Linked DNA regions of Mus musculus: region 2 is linked to region 1. The links are chromatin contacts, called in public promoter capture Hi-C maps. All regions are on one chromosome and are shown on one strand. The core of a region is the stretch at or near the end of the contact, and the rest is flanking DNA. Distances in the headings are between cores, read along the strand shown. Region 1 holds the start of Map3k21 (mitogen-activated protein kinase kinase kinase 21). Region 2 holds the start of Slc35f3 (solute carrier family 35, member F3).

Region 1 (6,504 bases), core at 992-3,491:
GAGAGCCTCCCAAGGGCTTGCTGACTGCCAACCTGGCTCCAGGTTCAGTGAGAGATTTTATCTCAAAAGTGTACAACTGAGAAAGGCAACACCAGATGTCCTTTTCCAGTCTCCACTCCTGGGCTCTCGCACGTGCATGCACGCACACACACGTGTACACACACACACACACACACACACACACACACACACACACACACGTGTACACACACACACACACTATTGTGTTTTATGAACCCAGGTATAATTCGTCAGGAGGGAGCAGGCAAGGGTATCTCCCTGAACAATCAAGCCATAGGACAGACCTAGTATGAAGAAGGTTTGTGGATAGGAAGGGAAGGAGACCTGAAAAAGGGGTAGAGGCAGAGCAAGGGGGACAGAGAAGGACAGAGAGAGGAAGAGGTCAGTGGGGAACATGCTGGAGAGAGAGGAAATAGGAGATGGTGAGAGAGGGAAGGAGGGAGGGAGGAAGGGAGGGAGGGAGAGAGAGAGAGAGAGAGAGAGAGCGGGAGCTGAGCAGTCCTTATAGGCCAGGATGGCTTACACCTTGTAGGCTACTATGTAGCTTTTGGGCAGAGCCTGGAAGACTCCGAAACAGACACAATAACAATTATAAGAATAGTTATAAGAATAGAAAAGCCAGAAAATATGTTAATGAAAGGGGTGCTGGCAGACATCTGCTTGCTCTATCAGGGAGTGCCAGGCTTGGCTGATGGCGCACACTCATAATCCCAGCCTTCAGGAGGCTGAGAGCTCACTGTTCTGAGTTCCCGGCAAACCTGTGTTCTAAAGTATGTACAAGGTCAGCATAGGCAGCCGGACAAAACTCTGCCTCAAAATAAAAAGTATTAATATTGGTGTGAATTATTATTCAACAAACACCCTCCAGGCTCTTCTCAGCTACCACGCGAGGTTACCGTTTTACAGATGAGCAAATTTAGACACTGCGAACAAACAAAACGGCAAAGAGCCGAAGCAAAACAAAACCTCCTTATGTGCTCTCGTGTTAGGAGCATCCTACACCGGCCAGGACGCTCAGGCTTAGCACACGTTGTGTTCTGGTGTCGTGAACCAATTTTGCAACTGTATTCTCTACTTTTTAAAGCTTCATCAGTTGTGTCACCCTGGCAACCTGTAGCTCATAGGTGCCTCCAAGGTAGTCTACATCGGAGTCTGAGGGTACACAGGGTTAGACGGGACCTGGGGATTCCTGACATCGGAGCACTGTAGGCACAGGAACGCGCCAGCTTTCGGGGTTATGAGACTGTGGTTCCCTATGTCTGTAACCTGGAGACTTTCCATGCCTGCAGTCCGGTGAGATCAAGCACACTAGACCTCTGTCTGGAACCGCGCTCCAGGATCCGAACGTCTATCTGTTGCTGGGATGGTCTGTCACTTTACATCTAGAGCTCCAGGGTCCTCTTCTCTCCATCTCCTCTCTCTTTTCACTGAGGAGTCCAACCATCTTCGAGCACCATGATCTCTCTCTTTAACTTTCTGGAAAACTTTAAGTGGCCCCAGGCTTACTCCGCCATCGAGGCCAAGAGGGCGCCTGAGGTGTAGTGGAGACGCCAGAGGGCGGGCTCAGAATAGGTCACGCGTGGAGGTGAAAAGGCTGACAGTCTGGGGGCGGGGTCAGAATGGACCTAGAAAGCGGAGGCGGTCCCCGAAGGGCGGTCGAGGGGACCCGGCTGTTTAGAGGATCGTCAGTAAGGGACCTTGAGTAATGGATTTGGAACGGGTGGGACAGATCCAGGAGATCAAAAGAAGGTGGTCCTTATGAACTCAGAGCAGAGAGTGGGCCTAAGAAGACTGCCCCAGCGCGAAGTAAATGGACCTAGAGGTGTGGATCCAGGAGCACCAATGAACTTAGAGAATGAACTTGGGAAAGGGCGGGCACCAGGGGTGGAACCAGGAAGACTTGGAGGGAGGACGAATCTCGGCAAAGCAAAATTACAGGGGCAGAAACGCCAACCTGGCGGAATGGGTTTGCTGGGGGCGTGTCGGGCACAGGAGACTCAGGTTCAGGTTAGACTCAGAGAGAGTTCTAGGGGTTAAAGAACCTGGAGGGCGGGACTGGCACTAGGGAGGGACTAATGGAGGGTGGAACCCAGGGGTAACGAACCCGGCGGGGCCAGAGCTAGTGCCAAGGGGAAAGGACCTGGAGGGTGGAGTGGCCAAGGAGGAGGGGCTGAGGGTGGGGGCGACTTCTGGGGAGCGCGCGTAAGTCTAAGCAGGTCCAGCACCGCCACCGGTTGTCCGCGCTAGCGGCTGCGGGGAAGAACTAGCCAAACTGGAGGCAGAGCAGAGGTCAGAGCCCCCGGGCAGTGGTCGTAACCTCTGTAGTCCTGCTCCAGCCCTGCACCCTTCCCTGTTAGCTCGGACCGATGATACGCGTCGCTGGAGACCCGGAAAGCTGAGGTTGTGGCTGTCGCACTTGGTCCACTAGCGACCTCTCAATCGCCCCTATGGCTCTACCTGTAGCCGAGGGCACGGCTGACACGCCGCTGTCCCCGGCCCGGGACGACTCGGGGAGTACCTCCTCCGGGATGTGGGCCGCGCTTTATGATTACGAAGCGCGCGGTGAGGACGAGCTGAGCCTGAGGCGCGGTCAGCTGGTCGAGGTACTGTCGCAGGACGCCGCGGTGTCAGGAGACGAGGGCTGGTGGGCCGGCCAAGTGCAGCGGCGCCTGGGCATCTTTCCGGCCAGCTACGTGGCGCCCTGTGGCCCGGTGCCGCCGCCGGCGCCGCCCCCGCCGAGACCCTGCTCGCCTGTGCACGTAGACTTCGAGCGCCTGGAGCTCAAGGAGCTGATCGGCGCCGGCGGCTTCGGTCAGGTGTACCGCGCCACCTGGCAGGGCCAGGAGGTGGCGGTGAAGGCGGCGCGCCGGGACCCGGAGCAGGACGCGGCGGCGGCGGCCGAGAGCGTACGGCGCGAGGCGCGGCTCTTCGCTATGCTGCGGCACCCCAACATCATCCAGCTGCGGGGTGTGTGCCTGCGGCAGCCGCACCTCTGCCTGGTGCTGGAGTTCGCGCGTGGCGGCGCGCTCAACCGCGCGCTGGCGGCGGCAGCATCGGATCCGCGAGCGCCCGGCCCCCGCCGCGCGCGCCGCATCCCCCCACAGGTTCTGGTCAACTGGGCGGTGCAGATCGCCCGCGGCATGCTGTACCTGCACGAGGAGGCGGTGGTGCCCATCCTGCACCGTGACCTCAAGTCCAGCAACAGTAAGTGAGGCTAGCCCCAAGGGAATTAGGTTCCAGGAGCCAAGAGAGGGGTCTGGCTCTGACACAGAGTGGGAAGACAGGCTCTGGTTAACTTGCTTTAGGGAAGTTCGTACTTACCCTGGCGTTATTACCTGTGAGCACCCCTTTAAAAGACAGGGTCAGGAGCTTGTAGATAAATTTTTTTTTACTCTCCGGACCTATCGGACACTACACATATAATCTGTGTAGGTCTCCCAATACGCTTGCACGGGACTTTACCAGCCCTGGCCTTAAACAGAGCATGTTTAGCCTGGTGGCCACATTACCTGCACTCCGTCAGTCATTTCCTTCCACTTTACAAGTGTCTTATTAAAGTTTCTAATTCTTTTCTCCTGGTACGCTCTGCAAAAGCTGGGCTTCACGCATTCCAAGCAGGCATTCTGCCGCTGAGCTCTACCCCACCACCCACCCCAAACCATGTTCACTGTGAACATGGCTTCTTGCCCTTGGTCTTTCCTTACGGGTCAGAAGTCTCTGTCTCTGAAACATGACTGTACTGTTAGGAGAAATCTTTTCTGCACATTGGAAAGCACCCATTTGGGCCGAGAACAAGTGCACGGATCCTGTACGGTACTGGAAATATCAGGTTGTGTCAGTCGCCTGATCTGGAAGTCAGAGTGGACTTTCCAGGCATTAGCAGGGAGCTCCCATGCAATCTAAACACAAACCATCAGCATGAACGTCTAAGAGAGCTGGAGTCCAGGATTGCTGTTTGCAGTTGCTCTCCACTACTGGAGAGCCTTCCCCTCCCCAGAGTGAAATGGAATCTCTTGCAAGTCTAAAGGATTCAGCCAAAGCTGGTGCTGACCAGGCACAGTTGCAAACCCCTCAGTCATCCTAAACTTGCTAGGACAGGAGCTAGCTGGAAGGACCTCAGTGTCTTCGGAGAGCAGAAAGACAGTAGCCAGCAGCCAGCAGCCAGGGCAGTAAGCGGTACTTTATATGCTGGCACATATTCCCTCTGGCTGTCAAAATCCTTCAGTACAGAAATGCACCTGAAAGATAAAAAGCATTCTCTCCATTATGCAAATTATGAATAACTGGGAGGTTGCAGCTGTGGGTGAGCACAGGATGGCTCTCCACCCCTCCCCCAGTCCACCTCATTTAGGCCTCAGCTGCTCCAGCCATGAGCCACAAGCCTAGGGAAGCTTGCCTTGACACCACGTGTCTCCAGCTGACTGCATGGGACTCCTGAAGTGGTTTGCCTTGAGGGTTCTGTCATACTTAATACACAGCATGTCTTTCTTTTGTGTGTATGTATTCACGTGTGTCCAGGTGCACATGTGTGAGGGTAGGTGGGTGTTCCTTTGTTCGAAGGCCTGAGGTAAACCCTGAGTGTACCTTCCTCCGGGCCTCTTTATTGAAACAGTTTCTCACATTCCTGGAATTCACCAGATTTGGCTAGGCAGGGAGGCCATTGAGTCCCATGGGCTCTCCCACCTGGGCCTCCCCACTACTGGGATCCTAAGAGTGTGCTGCCTGCCAAGCCAGACTTTTGATGTGAGTCCTAAAGATGGAACCCAGGTTCTGTCCTTGTGCTTGTAGAACAAGCTCTTTTCTGACCAAGCCATTCTTTTGCACCATGGCATGATCTTTAAGGAGCGTATTTATGTACATACTTCATATTTGCTAGTTCCCACTACTTGTCCTTATTTCCTAAAGTATGTTGTCACTGAGAGCACTATGTAGGTAGCCTGCTGCCACAGGACACGGTGAGCCTCCACTTGCCTTGCAAACCTGAGTGCTCGAGGCTTCTTCTGAAGGACAGGTAGACGGCCCCCAGACAGGACAGCACGTCACACCAGGCCCTCCTCTGCAGGAGCTTCAGGATAACACAGAACCTGGCATTCTTCAAATTAATCCTGCCAAAACTAATGCTTATGACACATCACTCCTTGCAACAAAGGTTCAAGGCCACTGATACTGCTTTGGCATTGCACCCAGTCTGGTGTGTGTGTGTGTGTGTGTGTGTGTGTGTGTGTGTGTGTGTGTGTGTGCAGTTGCAAGCACACACATGTGTGGAGACCAGAGGACAACCTCAGAACTCCTTTGTTCCTCCAGTGCCTTTCACCTCTGACTGAGACAGAATCTCTGACCTAGGAACTTATACAAGGCGAGGCTGGGTGGCTAGGAAGCCCCAGGATTTCACCTGTCTCTTCCTCAGCCCTGGGATTACAAGCACGTGCCAGCATTCCTGCCTTTTTGCATGTGGGTTCTAGAACTCTCTCCTGGGCGTGCATGCTTGCAGGCAAGAGCTATACTATCCTGTCTGAGCTACCTCCCTCTTCCTGCTCAGTGCATCCCGAGGGCCGCATCACATGTCCACAAGCAGTGCTTGTTTGCTAGGTATGTGTAGAGCCCAGGAGGGCTTGGGGGTCCCGCTGTATGCTTGCGCGTGAAAGGTGATCTTTTAAAGAGTTCCTTTTATCTGTAAATGGTTTGTAAAATAAGACTAGTAAAACGGTTTCTGTTGATCCCGCCAACACGAGACACTGCCTGTCTGGGAGATTCTTGGTCTTTTATTGGCAGTTCCCTCCTACGTTAGCTTTTGGAAATCTTTTCACCCTCAGGACAAGTAGCCCAACTTTCTGGGGTTCTTTTAATTTCTTCAAAGACAGACTAGATTTCCTTTATTTTACAATGTTATTATCACAGTTCCTACAGTGCTTTCTTAGCATGGGGGCCCCTTCATCTCCAGCACCCCATAAACACACACACACACACACACACACACACACACACACACACTTAAAAAAGAAACCAGCACTCTAAATGGATTTGTTGGCTAGATACTAGCTTGGCCAAGGATTTGCTGGGTTACCTCCACAAGTTTAATTAGTTAATTAGAATGACGTGAGATATTTGAGTGACTATGTAGTTTACCGTGTTCACATCAGGAGCCGAGCTGCACAAGGCTCTGTCCTCCATGTCTGCTTGTGAATAGTGGAAGGTTTTGGAATTCCCTCTGTGGTGTGTGGCTGTACCTTCTCTCTGACTGTGCAGCGTAGTGACACGGTTTCGGCAGGTTGGGTTCGACTGTGTTATTTGCTGACGGCAGACATGAATTACTAGCTGTAAACAGGGCTTTGAGTCAATATTGAGCTTATTCCACGCTGCATCCAACCCACGTGACAGTGGGCAGTGGGGGAGGGCTGACTCCCAGTCGGTGGGAATTACTGTTAGAACAAATGCTTGAATTTGTAGGAAGATTCTGCACCTTTTGATAGATTTTTCTTTTCT
Region 2 (6,706 bases), core at 1,012-3,511, 230 kb after region 1:
ATTACAATAAATAATCTTTGTTTTTAAAAGGCTGTAGAAATCTATAATATATGCAGATTATCTTCCCTGTTAGGCAATGGCATTGATTAGTCTGACTCACAAAACTGTGTTCACGCAGATGAGTGTAATCATTGAGATTTATTATGAATAGAAAATGTTAAACTCCTGACCTCCTTCAGGTAATGACTATAATTGTTTCTGACACCGGATGCTCCTGGAATGTCTGGCTGTCACTGTCTTGGTCCCAACCCTGAAGTCACTAAAAGATGAACAAAGTGCCAAGGAACCCAGATGGAGCTGCCACCTGGTCCTTTCCATCACTGACCCAGAAACCCAAGGCAGAGTCTTGAGACAAGAATATGTATACATTGAGGTTCAAAGATACCTTGGTTACTAACAATGCGTTCAATTTGAATTTCATTTCTTTCACTTGATTTTGTAATTAGCCACACTTTTAGGATCCTGTAAACAGTACTGTGTTTTTGTTTTTGTTTCAAATTCCAGTTGTCCATTGTAGACAGATAGGAAAGTGGTTAAGTTTTGTACATTATCCTTGAATCTTTCAGCCTTTTAAAACACCAGTTATTGTGTTACTTCATGTAACTATGGCAAAATACGAGACAAAAGCAACTCAAGGAAGAAGGATTTATTTTGGATCACAGTTTAAAAATACACTCAGTCCATTGTGGTAAAAAAAAAAAAAAAAAAAAAAAAAAAAAAAAAAAAAAAGACCTGGTGGAGGGAGCCTGAGGCAGCTGGTCACGAGGTAGCCACAGGGCATCGGGCACATAGTGTCAACAGACAGAAGCAGCTGGTCACATGGTATCCACAGACAAAAGCAGCTGGTCACGAGGTATCCACAGACAGGAAGCAGAGAAAGATGAACACAAATGCTCAGCTCATTTTCTCCTTTTTAATCAGGCCAGGACCCAGCCCATGGAATGATGCTGCCCATATCTGAAAACTCCCTCATAGACATGCCCAAAGGTTTGTTTCCATGGTAATTCTAACATCAAATCGACAGACAATCAAGATTGACATCACAGTTATTAATTCCGAAGTTTTTTTGTTTTTTGTTTTGGTCAGCTCTGAGACTTTCCAGATCTGCTTGGCTGTCATCTAGGAAGACAACTTCATTTTTTCTTTCACTTCTTCCTATGTAGCAGCCATCGTCTTCCCTTTCTTGTGTAATTTAATTGTCTAGGACTGCCGGTAAGATGTTGTAGAGGCACAGCAAAGGTAGGAAGCCCTAGGTTGTCTCCCAGCAGGAAAACTGGAGTTTCTTACCTGTTTGCAGCAGGTTTCAGCAAGTTCAGCAAGTTGAGGAAGTGAGTTCTATTCTATTCCCAGTTCTCGGAGGAACAATATATCTTTTCCTAAAGTAATACATAAAGTAGCGCAGGCGGTTTGATCTCTTGGGGGAAATGTATCTCACACTCAGAAAAATGTTGGAATAGAATCTAGCTATAATTCATAGTAACCTTTCGGGACGTGATAAGGCTATTTTTCTTCTCTTATATATCTGCGTATTTTCTGACTTTGCGCTCAGTGCAGAAGAGCAGTATGGAGGGTGATTTGGAGGTCTAGAATGGCTTAGGAACAAGACACAAAAACTGATCGGAAGCTAGGTAGGACGACAGTCTCTGTAGAGGGCACTGAAGCAGTTAGTGCCCTTTTCCTTGAGCTGTGTGAGCTGAGGACTGGGCTTGATCCAGCAAATCAATTGCCACCTATTCTAAATAAGCCACTTAGTGTGCACTGTGAAATGCCAGGTTAGTTTGCTGTTTGCTTTCGTAGTAGCAGCGCTCTTTGGGGTGGCGCGCGCGCGTTTGTGTTTGGGGTGGGTGTTGGGGGGAAAGACCGAGAGACTCACGTGTCGAAACCAGAACGCCAGGACCGTGACAGGTCCCGCGCCCTAAGGTTGCAGAGCTTGCGGAGCCTGGCACACTCCGGGCTGCGAGGATCTGAACGCGCGTCCCCGCCAGGTCCACGCGCGCCGAGGCCGCCACAGCCTCGCGTCCCGGTGGCTCCGGAGCGCACTACCGGGCGCGCTCTCCGGAGCCTGGGCGTCCGTGACCGCGAGTACTAGGGCGCCGGCGGTGGCAGGCAAGGGGCGCGGCGCTGTTCTGCCACCGGCTCCGGGCAGCGGGCGCGGGCGACCTACGGGCGTCCAGACCTTTGTGGCGGCTGCCGGGAGCTCCGGCCGCGGCTCCCCTCGGCTCCAGCCTGGGCGCCCCGGGCCACTCGCTGCCGCCGCCCATGGGGATCCGAGAGTTTCCCGGCGGCGCTTCCAGGACCAAGAGCATTGCTGTGTGAGTAGAGCTGCAGGCGCGGGAGGGCAGCAGGCAGGTAGCCCCCGGGCATCCGCGACCCTGCCTAACCCGCACTGCTGCTCTCCTGGTGGGAGGGAGGGACAGAGGGACGGTCGTGTGTGGCGGAGCTTGGGAAGTTTCAGCAGCATCTCCGGGCCACTCGCCCTAGCTCACGTTGCCAGAGGCGCCCAGAGTAGGGCGCGGGACCCGACGCCGAGGTTCCTGGGAGCAGGGCACATGGCAAGCAACGCGAGGGGAGTAGCCGTGGGTCCTCACCAGTCCTCACTGACATCTCCTCCTCTCTGCCCTTGACTCATCCCGCCTTCCCGCGGCCTCAGTGGCATGAGGAGGTCACCGGACGTCAGCCCGCGGAGACTGTCCGACATCAGTCCTCAGCTCCGGCAGCTCAAGTACTTGGTGGTGGATGAGGCGATCAAGGAGGATCTGAAATGGTCTCGCTCTGTGGAGGATCTCACCAGTGGACCGGTGGGACTCACATCCATCGAGGAGCGGATCCTGCGCATCACAGGCTACTATGGCTACCAGCCCTGGGCGACCAGCTACAAAAGTAAGACCCCCCCTCCCCCGTAATTCCCTTGCCCACTAGTGGTCTCCCTGCCAGAGACACAGCTACCAGGGAAGCGCACAGGGATGGTTCACTGAACCCTCTCTTCTACATGCAGATAGGCAACTTTGATGAAGAGGCCTGGAGGCGTTTCTCAAGTCCTGAAAGCAGAGGTGGAGGTGGGAGGGAGAGAGGGGGAGGGGGCTTTGTGTTACATTTTCTCTGACACCTCCCTGACCTGTGTCCACTTCTGAGTGATTCTGAGGGTAAGCCTGTTGTGTCTATCAGTGAGAGCTGCTTCAGAGAACTGGTCTGTGTGGGTTTCTCATTGGATCCTGGTGCAGTTAGCTCAGGAGAACTCAGCCCTTGGGCCTGGAATTTAATTAATCTCTCAGGAGAAGTGATAAAGATTCATTGGATCTAGCTCCGTCTCTTTGGTTTAGGATTGTATGGGTCCTAAGCGAGAGGATTTTGTTCAGATCTTTCTAGGTATTTGAGTTTCCGGAAGATGAGTTCTTGGGGCCAGGTTGGGGTACCTCAGACTTCACCCTGAGCCTCAGCTGATGACCTTGGCTGCAATGGTGAGGCATGAAGAAACTACCTGTGCAGGCAGGACTGACTTGCTGACATCTATTTTGTTTTCTTTGGAAGGTAGAGATTTGCCAATACAAACTCAAGATATTGTTTGAGATATTACCAGGGTCCCGAGTTATGCCTCTGTAGTTAGACACTGGGAAAAGATTGCAGCTCACTCCTTCGGTGGGTCTGAGAAGGAAGCATGACTCATTCATTTGTAAGAAAGTCTAGACCAACAGCTTGATAATTCTGAAAGATATTTTTTAACCTTTTGTTGCTTGGAATTACAACACAATGTATTGGTTTTCCCTTAAGGGGAAACACTAGACATTTGTTTTATAATTTGATGATATTTACCAGTAAGAGCTTGTCTTTACATGAATTATTCTTAACACCTTCAAGTCCAAGCAGTTGGCTTTGGTCTTGTGTTGCTATTTGTAATAAAGGGCATGGTATTTGAGTGTTTGATTTCAATGGCCCGATTTGAGATTAAAGGTCTGTGGTGATTGTATGTAACCTAGTACAAAGCTTTCTGATATGCCCATATCCCCCCTGAACACCCCGCATCTTTGATTCTGCCACACGGTTTGACTTTTCATTGCAAAAGGAAGCTGTCTGTCACTGAAAGCCACTGAGCAAAGGGTAGCAAGAATCGGAACCTTTCAGAACCTAGCTTTCCTGAGGGTGTGGAGGGGATCCCCCAGATTTCCTGCTTTGCAAACTTCAGTTAGAAAATAAATATTCTGTGATCTGTGTCTCAGTTCTCTGCATTTATAATGAAGACGACGCTGTAAATTACAGGCTTCGGGAAGTCATCTCTCGGCTCCGAAGTCAGGATAAGGTTTATTTTTATGATTCCCTTCGTGGCTGGCTCTGTGCTCTTGTGCTGAGGCTTGTGATTTGTGGGGGAGCTGGTGAGCAGCTTTTGGGCAAGGAGACTCTATTATAAAGACTCCAACATACTTTGTAGTAAGACCTAGGAAGGGCCACATGGAACACAAGTCACTTGTGACACCAGCAATATTATAAACACCATCTTTCAGAGGCTTCTCTGAAGGAATAACTAGGAGAAACCAAGGCTCCAGTGTTTGCTGCCCTGTGAACAAAATCCTCACTCCATTTATCCTCTCCTTGTGAGGATTCTTTCTTCTTCCAAGGTATTTCCTCGCTACTAAAATGCTTTAGGTGACAAGTGACATTCTGATGAATTAATTGGCTTTAAGTTTAAATTTAGAGGCTCTGATGTTTTATTCATGCAGCAGGAGAGGGGTTAGGCCAGAGCGCTGATGTTTGCCATTTCTACCCAGATCCAAAAATAATAACAGAGGTATATCCATCTGGGCCACCAGGCCATTGCTTAGTTTGTTGCCTAATTCATGAACTCAACCAACTAGACGAGACAGTGATTACAAGGTAAAGTGTGTGTGTGTGTGTGTGTGTGTGTGTGTGTGTGTGTGCATGCATGTGTGTGTATGTGCGTGTGTGTGTGTGTGTGTGTATATACCTGTGTGCACAGGCCAGAGGGCAACCTTGAGTGTCATTCTTCAAGTCACACAAACCTGGAATTTGCTGAGTCGTCTGGGCCGACTAGCCAGCAAGTCTCCGCCAAGCCCCTGTTTCCACCTCTCCAGTGCTGGGATTTCAGACAGGTGACATCACACCCTGCTTTTTTATGCAGGTTCTGGGGATTGGACTCAGGCTTCAGTGCTTCCAAGAGAAACACTTCACCAGAGGAGCTCCAGAACTCTGGATGCCGAGCTTTCCTTTAACCCTAAACCGTTGGATCTTGGCACTGTTGATGTTTTTCTAGGTCGTTCTTTGTTGTGTGGGGTCTGCGCAGCATTGAGCAGTATCCCTGGCCTCTGCTCATTGGATGGCAGTAGATTGCCACTCCTCCCCCAGTTGACAACCAGAACATTTTTAGGCACCGCCAGATGTCCTCTGCAGGGCGAGCCTTTGGTTCTGAAGTACTTAGTTACTCAAGCCCTAAGGTTTGCACACCAAGCAGGCCATGATCAAGGAGTACCTATGCCTTCTGAGTTCCCTTCTCCTCCCCTGTCCTCTAGGACCATCCTTTGGGGTTTTGTGTTGGGTCACATCATAATAATCAGTCTTCTAAAGTCTCCATGGAGCAGATGCTCCTGCTGTACTCATGATTCATCTACTTGCCCTAAGTTGATGATAGTTTGTAGCGAGTACTTCGCCTCTTAACAACATCCTTGCCTCCCTTCCTCAGGCCAGAGCTGAGGAAGATGAGGAACTGGCACGCCTTCACCCAGTTCACTTTGCTTCCTTCCCTGAGGTAGACATGGATTGGGAGAGAGTTTAGATAGGAAGAAGGGACCCACAGGTTGGAAGTCCCCATGTGTATGTGGACAGACGGCTTGCAGCACAGCATGGTTGCAAACCAGTGGCCTCTCTGCCCAGGGAAACAGCACATCTTGAGATATTTCCTGGTGCTTCTTCACTTAGTAGGTACTTTGGGGAGACTCGTCCCATGACAGAACACAGAGCCAGGCAGTGGGAGATGGAGCTCCAGCGTGGGTGGCCCTTTATCCAAAGCAGCAACGACATGGCCTGCCTTACAGCAGCTACAGTCAGGCCAGTGCAGGCCAGTGCAGGAGGAGCTAAGAGCTAGCACTTACTCTGAGCAGGAACGTTCCACTTTGTCATGGGTTCCCCTAATGGCTTCTGAATGGCTTGTGCACTCTCAAACACTTTCCTAATAGAAACACTTTTTAGGAATAGCTTTGTGCAGAATGAGCTCATGCCTCACTGTGCAGAAGTCTCTTCTGGGTCTCCTCACAAAGTGCCTGCTCTGAAACGCTCCAAAGAGGGTTGATCTCGCTTTTATATACATTCATTAATACTGCACGGTGCTTGCATGTTGAGATAAAAATGATTTAATTTTAGAATATGCTGATGGGTTTAGTTTTGAGTCATTCACAGGGTGGAAGGCAAACTAGTCCCCAGAGGCTACCCTTCTCTAGCTTGCTCCCTCCAGCCATGAGCAGTGTGAACATAGACCAGGAGCATAGAAGGGAAGAGGGTAGAGATTTTCTGTTTGAGCCTCATGATATGTAGGGCATCTGATTAAAAGGACACTGTTGTTTCTGGGTTCTTTAGGCTCAAGCATTGTGGTGGCTTTGTATGTGAGTAGAGGGCATATGGGAAGAAGGTCTTTTTGATTGCTCTCATGCTATTTCTGGTAAAACATAAATGTTTATTCACCCCAGATATGGAGCCAGTGACA

Evidence for each region. Promoter capture Hi-C pulls out the DNA fragments that hold promoters and counts their contacts.
Region 2: a contact with region 1 is called in a promoter capture Hi-C map of embryonic stem cells, with 4 times the contacts expected there. The contact joins the promoter of Slc35f3 here to the promoter of Map3k21 in region 1. A contact is called at or near these places in 6 of 39 promoter capture datasets (embryonic stem cells, hippocampal neurons, maxillary cranial neural crest and 1 more), 1 of 115 datasets of contacts at active chromatin or transcription factors (embryonic stem cells) and 2 of 9 other capture datasets (liver and pancreatic islet).

The regions. Positions count from the first base shown.
Region 1 is chr8:125,908,209-125,914,712 of GRCm38.p6, forward strand. It overlaps Map3k21 (mitogen-activated protein kinase kinase kinase 21), which reads left to right and starts at 2,242. Exons shown (of 10, transcript NM_145608.2): 1 at 2,242-3,225. The coding sequence starts at 2,469.
Region 2 is chr8:126,136,864-126,143,569 of GRCm38.p6, forward strand. It overlaps Slc35f3 (solute carrier family 35, member F3), which reads left to right and starts at 2,262. Exons shown (of 8, transcript NM_001363500.1): 1 at 2,262-2,312; 2 at 2,651-2,880. The coding sequence starts at 2,655.